Linked DNA regions of Zea mays: region 2 is linked to region 1. Evidence: chromatin contacts called from public Hi-C data. All regions are on one chromosome and are shown on one strand. Each heading gives the region's core, a stretch centred on a gene start, on an enhancer-like site or on the middle of the called end of the contact. The rest is flanking DNA. Distances are from core to core; before and after follow the strand shown. Region 1 holds the start of LOC103650493 (patatin-like protein 3). Region 2 overlaps LOC109945085.

The links. Hi-C and Micro-C count contacts between places; a contact is called where the count stands out from the background.
Region 2: a Hi-C map of endosperm shows a contact between it and region 1, with 2.3 times the contacts expected there. The contact joins the enhancer-like site here to the promoter of LOC103650493 in region 1. A contact is called at or near these places in 2 of 25 Hi-C or Micro-C datasets (endosperm and leaf).

Annotation. Positions count from the first base shown.
Region 1 is chr3:123,890,217-123,894,343 of Zm-B73-REFERENCE-NAM-5.0, reverse strand. LOC103650493 (patatin-like protein 3) reads left to right here and starts at 1,967. Exons shown (of 3, transcript XM_008676080.4): 1 at 1,967-3,178; 2 at 3,325-3,387; 3 at 3,511-4,127. The coding sequence starts at 2,225. The coding sequence ends at 3,858.
Region 2 is chr3:124,059,578-124,063,704 of Zm-B73-REFERENCE-NAM-5.0, reverse strand. All of the region lies in intron 6 of LOC109945085, which reads right to left. Among protein-coding and RNA genes, the nearest start is that of LOC109945085, 54 kb to the right of the region's middle. Within about 2 kb of position 1,869, at least 6 of the 20 cell types and tissues checked have an H3K27ac peak or open chromatin away from gene starts, as enhancers often do. A contact at or near this core is called in endosperm and leaf, where this site is marked.

The DNA of each region.
Region 1 (4,127 bases), core at 718-3,217:
TATGTCCAAACCATTATAAATCTTACATGCGTCCAATAAACACACCATCCAGATCCAAAACACATATACACAAATTTACTCGTTGGTGTTGGTTCAAAACACCGACACCATGGTTTTCACGCATCAACCCCGGCCCGGGCCCAAGCCCACCGGCAGAACAATTCAACAATTAGTTGGGTTAATTGTTTGTTTGTTTGCACTATCTAATCCAAAAGGAGCAGCTTAATTAAATGCTTAACGCCAGTGAGTGCTCGGAGCAGTTGATTTAATTTGTACCACGAATGCCAAGAAGAAAGCCTTTAATGCTACAGGAAATATATGTTGATTACTTGTACCACAAATGCCAAGCAGGTTAGTTACAAAAACGCTTTTGTTTTGAGCGAGCTCTTCCCAGAGACCACAACGGCAGGCAAGAGATCTAGCTTGAGGTTGGCCGTGGACCCTGCAGCGTCACTAGCTAGGCTAGCACCTTCTTCGCACGGCCGTGATCGTTTTTGTTTGTTTGTTCCATCGGGTCGCTCGCTCATGGCTGTCTTAGCAGCTAGCCTGTCACCTCGTCTTGGCACGACGGACGCAGTACAGTTTGAGGTCTGAACCGATTGCCCCGGTCCTTAGGGTCGTCGATTCGTCGTCCTTAATTGCATGGATGCCACGTTTTGTTTCAAAATTTCAATTCCGTGATAGGCAAAGTTTTTTTAAATGCGGTAGGTAATTTTCACTGTTTTGTTTAGAAACATCGTTGGAACGACAAGGTTCCTTTGAATGGAGCGCGGGGTTGAAATCCTAGGACTGCTTGGTTGGTGGAATAATATATGTGGTCTATCATCATATTATTGTTTTCGTTTGGTTTATAGAGTATATTGAGTCATGTAGTTCATCATAAACAGAACTATTCTACTATATCCGATGAAAAAAATATATAGTACACCACTTCATCTAAAAATAATCACTTTTATCTAAAATAAATTGATTCCTCAATCTAAACTCACGCTTTGAACTAGTTTGAAATATCAAATCCTTCCAAAATCTCCATTTTCTTCGGGATGAGCCATGAATTGTTATTTAAATAAGATATTTAGTTGTCTATGAAACCTTCCTCAGGTTGGACTGCTATTGCTTCCGAACTATTTGTTTACTCTATTGATTATATAAACCAGTTTACCTAAGTTAAAGGTTAAAGGATAAACAAACGATACAGGTTATTAGGTAGATTATATAGGGTCTGTTTGGTTCAGCTTTTTTCTGACCAGCTTTTCTGAAAATCTGGCTGTGAGAAGAATCTGGCTGTGGGGAGAATCTGAATATTATTACGATTATGTGTGGAGGAAGATAAAGTTGTTCATAGGGCTCAGGATTTAGAAAGTGACGGATTCCTACTATTACAACGACTCAACCGATTATATGTTTATGTTTATTTTGGATGGTTTTTGCTCCAACGAATTTTATAGAAGCTGGCTGAAAAGCTGAGCGTTTGGCAGTCCGCAGCAGCTTTTGATGGCAAGAAGCTGCCAGAAGCCGAAACAAACAGGGCCATAATCTATAAACAAATCATTATATAATCTGTATTATATAACTCTGGAAGTAAATGAACATGACCTAACTTTCAGATGCGTTATTTTCTCGGTGCCGAAAACGGAGCACCGTACGCTTCAGAGTACACAATGGCATGCTGACGCAGCCCGGATATGTGCAGGAATGGATTCTGACACACCGGGCCTACGTAAGTAGAACTGCGCGGCCCCACCGCACCGGCATCCCGTCGGTCACGCCGCCACACGTGCGCTCCACCGCTACAACACTGACACGATGGGCCCGCCGCTTACGGTCCACATGCCAGTCAGCGAACTAGACAACCCGTCCACGTGCCAGGCTGCCAGCTAATGGCGAGTGCGACACGCCGCTGTGCGGGCCGTCGGCGGGCGGTCTCCTCGGCCCGTCAGCCGATGCGCCGCTCTCCACTCCACGTGTGCGCGTGTCTACGCCAACCTCTACGGGACACGGTTTCAGTGAAACCCGCCTCTTTCTCGTGGCGGCGTGGCGCAGCGCAGCTGAGAGTAGAGACGCAACGCTTGACTGGTGGCTGCAGTGCGGCCATCTATAAGCAGGCCGCGAGCGCGCGCTGAGCAGTCGAGCCATCACCACCTCAACCGACGGCTCGCCGCTCTCCTACTCCTCCCAACCCTCCCGTCCCACCACCTCCCATCACCCGCCAGCTGCAGCAGCTATGGCGTCGCCTCCGCCCGACGTGGACCTGGGCAAGCTCAGCTACGAGATCTTCTCGCTGCTGGAGAGCAAGTTCCTCTTCGGCGCCGGCTCCGTGCCGGGCACGCCGGGGCGGCCGGGCCCCGGCGAGGACAGGGACAGGGGCAGGGTGCGGGTGCTGGCGATCGACGGGTGCGGGCCGGGCCCCGGCGACGCGCTGCTGGCGGCGGCCGCGCTGGCGAGGCTGGAGGCCGCGCTGCGGGCGCGCGCGGGGGACCCCGACGCGCGCGTCGCCGACTTCTTCGACGCCGCGGCCGGGGCCGGCGCCGGGGGCGTGCTGGCCGCGATGCTGCTGCTGCGGGGCGACGACGGGAGGGCGCGGTACACGGCGGCCGACGCGCTGGCGTTCGTGGCGTCCAGCCTCGGGAGGCACGGCGGGTGGGGCGGCGGCGTCGGCGGCGGGCTCCGGAGCAGGTGGGCCGCGCTGTTCCGGCGCGGGGAGAGGCCGTCGCCGCTGCGGCGCGTGTTCGGGGACGCCACGCTCAGGGACACCGTGGCGCCGCTGCTGGTCCCCTGCTACGACCTGGCCACGGCGGCGCCCTTCCTCTTCTCCCGCGCCGACGCCGTGGAGAGCGACAGCTTCGACTTCCGGCTCCGTGACGTGTGCGCCGCCACCTGCGCCGGTGGTGGTGCCGCGGCGGCCGTGCGGTCGGTGGACGGGCGCACGGCCATCGCCGCCGCGTCCGGCGGCGTCGCCGCCATGGGCAACCCCACCGCGGCCGCCATCACGCACGTGCTCCACAACAAGCACGAGTTCCCGCTCGCCGCCGGCGTCGACGACCTCCTCGTCGTCTCCATCGGCTCGGGATGCTCCGCCGGCGCCGCACCTTCCGCCGGCTGGCGCACGCCCATCCCGCCGCGCTCGCCGTCGCCCGCCGAGATGGTACGCCTCACCGCCGAGGGCGTCGCCGACATGGTAAGAACCAACCCCCGCTCCGGCGCTCCGCCTCCCCTGATTGATTCGTCAGTACACCACACACGGCTGCCGTCGAAATTTATCTTGGTTTTGATCTCATACTCGTGGTAATAAAAAGCACTGACCGGCGCCCCGGCCTTGTGCAGGTCGACCAAGCGGTGGCCATGGCGTTCGGGCACACGTGCGGGCGCAACTACGTTCGCATCCAGGTGGGTTGTGGTGTCTCTGCTGTTCTTTTGACTTTGTACCGCCAGCCACACACCGTCCGTGCCATGAATAATTAACGTCATCCCCCGCTCTGCTGGTGCTGGGCCTCCGATCGATCCATCCAGGCGTCGTGCTCCGGGAGAAAGGCGCTGCGGTCGCTGGACGCGAAGAAGGCGGCAGCGGCGGCGGACGGCATGCTGGCGCAGCGGAACGTGGAGGCGGAGCTGTTCCGGGGGCGGCGGGTGTCGGAGAAGTCGAACCGGGAGAAGCTGGACGCGTTCGCGGCGGAGCTGGTGAAGGAGCAGCAGCGGCGGGCGCGCAGCCCGGGCCTGCCCACCGTGGTGATCAGGCAGGCGCGCCCCACGGCCACGGCCACGCCGCGACTGTCGTCCGCCACCACCGCCTCCTCCGCCACCGTCCGGACCGCCTCCACCGTGCCGTCCCCGGCGTCGCAGGGCTCCTACCAGCATTAGCCGCCGACGGCGGCCGTCGTCCGTCCTGAGTTTTGTACATGCCGCCGTGGACAGAGGAGTGCATATGCGACCTCCACCCCTCCCTCCTCTCCCTCTCTCTTTTTTTACCCACACGTCGATGGCGATGAGCCACTGATATGTGGGTCCAGCCGTCCAAGACAGAGCTAAAACGTGGTGAAAGTAAGTTATAGGATGGATGTAGTAACTTATTTATTATATATGCCGCCCAAGTTTGAGAGGAAACAAAAAAAAAGGTGACCACCACCGTG
Region 2 (4,127 bases), core at 620-3,119, 170 kb before region 1:
AGAAAAATCCAGGCATAGATCACTGAAAAGCAATCAAGAAGGCTCTAAGGTACCTTCTAGGTACTAAAGGTTTCATGCTTACGTACAGAAGATTTAGTCCCCTACAAATAATTGGCTATGCAGATGCCGACTGGGAAGGGTGTAGAGATACACTGAAGTCCACTTCACGGTATATATTTATGCTCTCTGGGGAGCTATTTCTTGGAAGAGTTGGAAACAGTCAGCGAGAGCATTGTCGACAATGCACGCTGAGTTTGTAGCTACATATGAGGCAACTGGACAGGCGATATGGATAAAGAAATTCGTACCCGGATTAAGAGTGGTTGATAGCATAGAGCGACAACTGAGAATTTACTGCGACAATGAGCCAGCGGTATTTTTCTCCCATAACAATAAGTCAAGTGGTTCTTCCAAGTATATTGACATTAAGTATTATATTGTTAAGGAAAATATTCTGGATCACACAATTGAAGTTGAGCATATAAGAACCTATCAGATGCTTGTGGATCTGCTCACAAAAGGTCTTCCACCTAGCTTGTTTAGTAAGCACGCAGCTGACATGCGATTAAGGGAGTACCTATGATCCTGAATCACAGGGGTTACAGATTGTAACCTAGTAAAGTTTTTTCGTTCTAAAGCAGGGGAGCATGATGTAGTCAATGCGTGCGGCAATACTTAATAGATCATTGTCACGCATTGGTCTCTATGTGTAAACTTGTCAAATAATAGAATTCATAAATTTTTGAGTGAGAGGTATGTAGAGAACAAAGGGGAGATTGTTAGGATGTGTCCTCTACACTAGTCGGTTAACAGTAACCGAGGTAGGGTTAATCCTAACCGTCAAACGTGACCCTGATCGGGGGTGCTATCCTAACTTTTGGTTGCAGCCCCAGTCACACGACGCCATATAAATAGATTAAGGGGGCCGACGGGTTTAGCCAACGTTAATCGCTCGACCACAAAACCGTAATCGACATAATGAGAGGAACCGATCCCCTAGACGCTCGAAGTGACTGGAAGAGCTGTGACTATGTCTCAGATCCCCATCATCCCATCGGGAAGGAGGAGGAGGCGGTACTTTGGTTCAAGACGCCGCCACGATGATGGCTAGGAATAACAATGAATGTTTGTGTACCAATATCCCTCAGTAAAATAGATCTACTCATCATCGAGGTATTGTAGATATGGATTGGTACTCTAGACGCTTAGAAATCGATCCTATAGGCACCATAGAATCTAACATGGTCAGATCTGACACTAAAACGGTTTGCGTGTACACTATTCGATCCCGTGTTCCTGAAAGAAAGAAAGAAAGAAACATTAAACTTCTGACGACACGATGCTGTTCAGTAATCTCTCGAGAATGGACAGGCTGCCTTAAAGAAATACTGCAGTTGGAATACGCAAAAGATCTCAATAATGGCTTCTTGCGCATGCTTGCACGTAGTTTTCAACGCACAGCACCAGCTACTGCATACCGCGAATACCATTTGGCTGCACTGCTGCAGCCTGCAGATGCGTAAACAACGCTAGCTACTTCCTACACTACACAACATAAATGGTAACAATAATGATTCTCACTCGATTAACAAGTTTAAATAGGACCCTAAAGTTATAATATGGTGCAATCTCAGTTACACTAAAAACTAATATTGTCCTATTTAAACTTATTAATCGAGTGAGAATCATTATTGTTACCATTTATGTTGTCATTTATGTTGTGTAGTGTAGGAAGTAGCTAGCGTTGTGTACGCATCTGCAGGCTGCAGCAGTGCAGTCAAATGGTATTCGCGGTATGCAGTAGCTGGTGCTGTGCGTGGCTGCCGTTGTACAGCTCGTGGCACGTTGTTGTATATGCAACAATAATGCACTCACTTTTTTTCTTATATGAGAGAACGACAAAACAATGCATGCACGCACTCAGTATTATTGTATTATTGTATAATACACGCCGTCAAGTGTCACTGTCTCGTGCTCCTCCGTTCCTCCAACTGCTCGATCGACTGGATATATATGATATCATCGCGTCGATCAGAACACACACGCATGCATGCCAACTGGATTATTTCGATCATTATTGGCCAGAGAGCAAATACGACATGCATGCGGACGTTGTTGCTAGCTGTCGTCTCGTTTGTAGCTGCGTTGCACGCCAACATGTGTTTGCAGCACTGCGCGGGGTCGATCTGCACCATGATATGCATGCATTCACGCCGCACACACACATGTACTCACGCACCCATGTCTTGGTCGATCGCTAAAATTAATGAAAGCAAAACTTGATCAGATGTCAGCGAAGTCACTCAGGTAGAGCTGTAGTAGGGCACGTAGCGTACAAGATTAAAGTCCGAAACCGCCGCATTCGTGACGACATTGTCCTCATTCCGGCTTGTTTGGCTCGTTGTCACGGCGCTTGACCACATTCTCTCTCTCTCTCTCTCTCCCTCTCTCTCTCTCCCTCTCTCTCTCTCTCTCTCTCTCTAGCTCCCTCTCCCTCTCTCTCTCACACACACACATTTAAATGGAAAAAAGCACATGCGCGTAATTGTTCACATTTTTTTCTTTTTTACATGCCACATTTGGTTTATACTAAGGTAAACATTATATATTACCACTATGTTTGACCATACATTTAAAAAATCTTACCATTTCAGAACATATGAATTATATACCACAAAAAAATTTCTCATGGTAAATTCAAAAACATAAATCTCACGGCACAAATGTGTGTGTCTATATATATATATAACACATTGACTGGACTAGGCTTACTATATATATATCAATGGTCAAGGATATAAAGGTTTAACTACTTGGGCTAACACTCATTAGTTTTATAATAAATTCTGAGTAAATCTTAAAGGTCCACTCATCTTGTGGCATGATGGGAAGTTTAATACCAGATGAAGACAGCGCCCACTTAAATAGCTTGCTTCTTGCAACAAATTGAATAGAGACATGAGAAAATAAACTATACGTGAATACCCATGTTGTTTTGGTATCTATTTTATGTCAATTTCTAGTTTAATTTTTTGTCTCTATTTTTTGCGAGTCTCTACTATATAAAACATTCGTTTTCATAGTTTTTACCGTCATCGTCATCCCCACATTTAAATGCTAAAAAGCTAAAATTATGCATAAATTCTACTTTAATTTTGCCTATATATTGCATGTTAAGTTCGGAACCGAACCAATCAGACCTTAGATACCTAGGTGAGTCGTTTTTTTCCTTTTTGCGTGAGTTTATCTTGAAGCCACTCGACTATAAATTAGGAGGACACCCACTGCACCTCCTAAACAAAAGAGAAATAACTATCTACAACATTTTGGCAAGAAAACTATATGTTTCTCGGTGTTGATCAACCTTAGGCTCCCTCCTTTCTAACACCAGCGTGATGACGGTGCAGGGGAAGAGACAAATAGTATCTCTAAAATCATGCTTTGCTGAAGAAATTGTATCAGTTGGAGCAAATCAGTTTTTTAAGCTAGCGATCACACGACTGCTCGCTCAATTGATCTGCATTGTAATGTTATATGGTATTTATTAAGCCTTCGTTCTTGATCTCATCATTGGTTATGTTAGAGTGATCCTCATAGTAAGGAAATGATGAGTTTTCCTCTAGAATTTGATATAAATTTTGTCGTAAACATATATTTCAGGTGAACCTATAGATATACAAACTTTCAATAATTTGTTGGGACCTAACACGTGGTCTCTAGCACTCGGGAGTAGGTGAGACGTAATGCACGACAAAACGGATGTCTCAGGGCTCAAATGTCTTGTCAAGTGTGTCCCATCCGCAGATGGAACGAGGGTATTTATAGGGTAACTAGAGTCCTCAGAACTAAAGTACATTTATGCCCTTAGTTACCTGCTACATTCCCTAAATATAATGTATAACGGGGTAATTACGAGACAGTAACGTCCAAGGTCTAGTTGTACAGAGTTCTGTGCACGCCGCGGAGACTGATAGGTGGGCCCGTCCCGCTAGAGGGGGCCATCAAACGTCGAGGATAGCCATGCTTGACCCCTAGGCTTTGGGTCCTTGAGGAATTCGCCTCAAGGTCTTTGACACCTTCCTTTTTCCCTGCGAACAATGTCGTTGGGAAGCGGTTGCCCTTTGGCC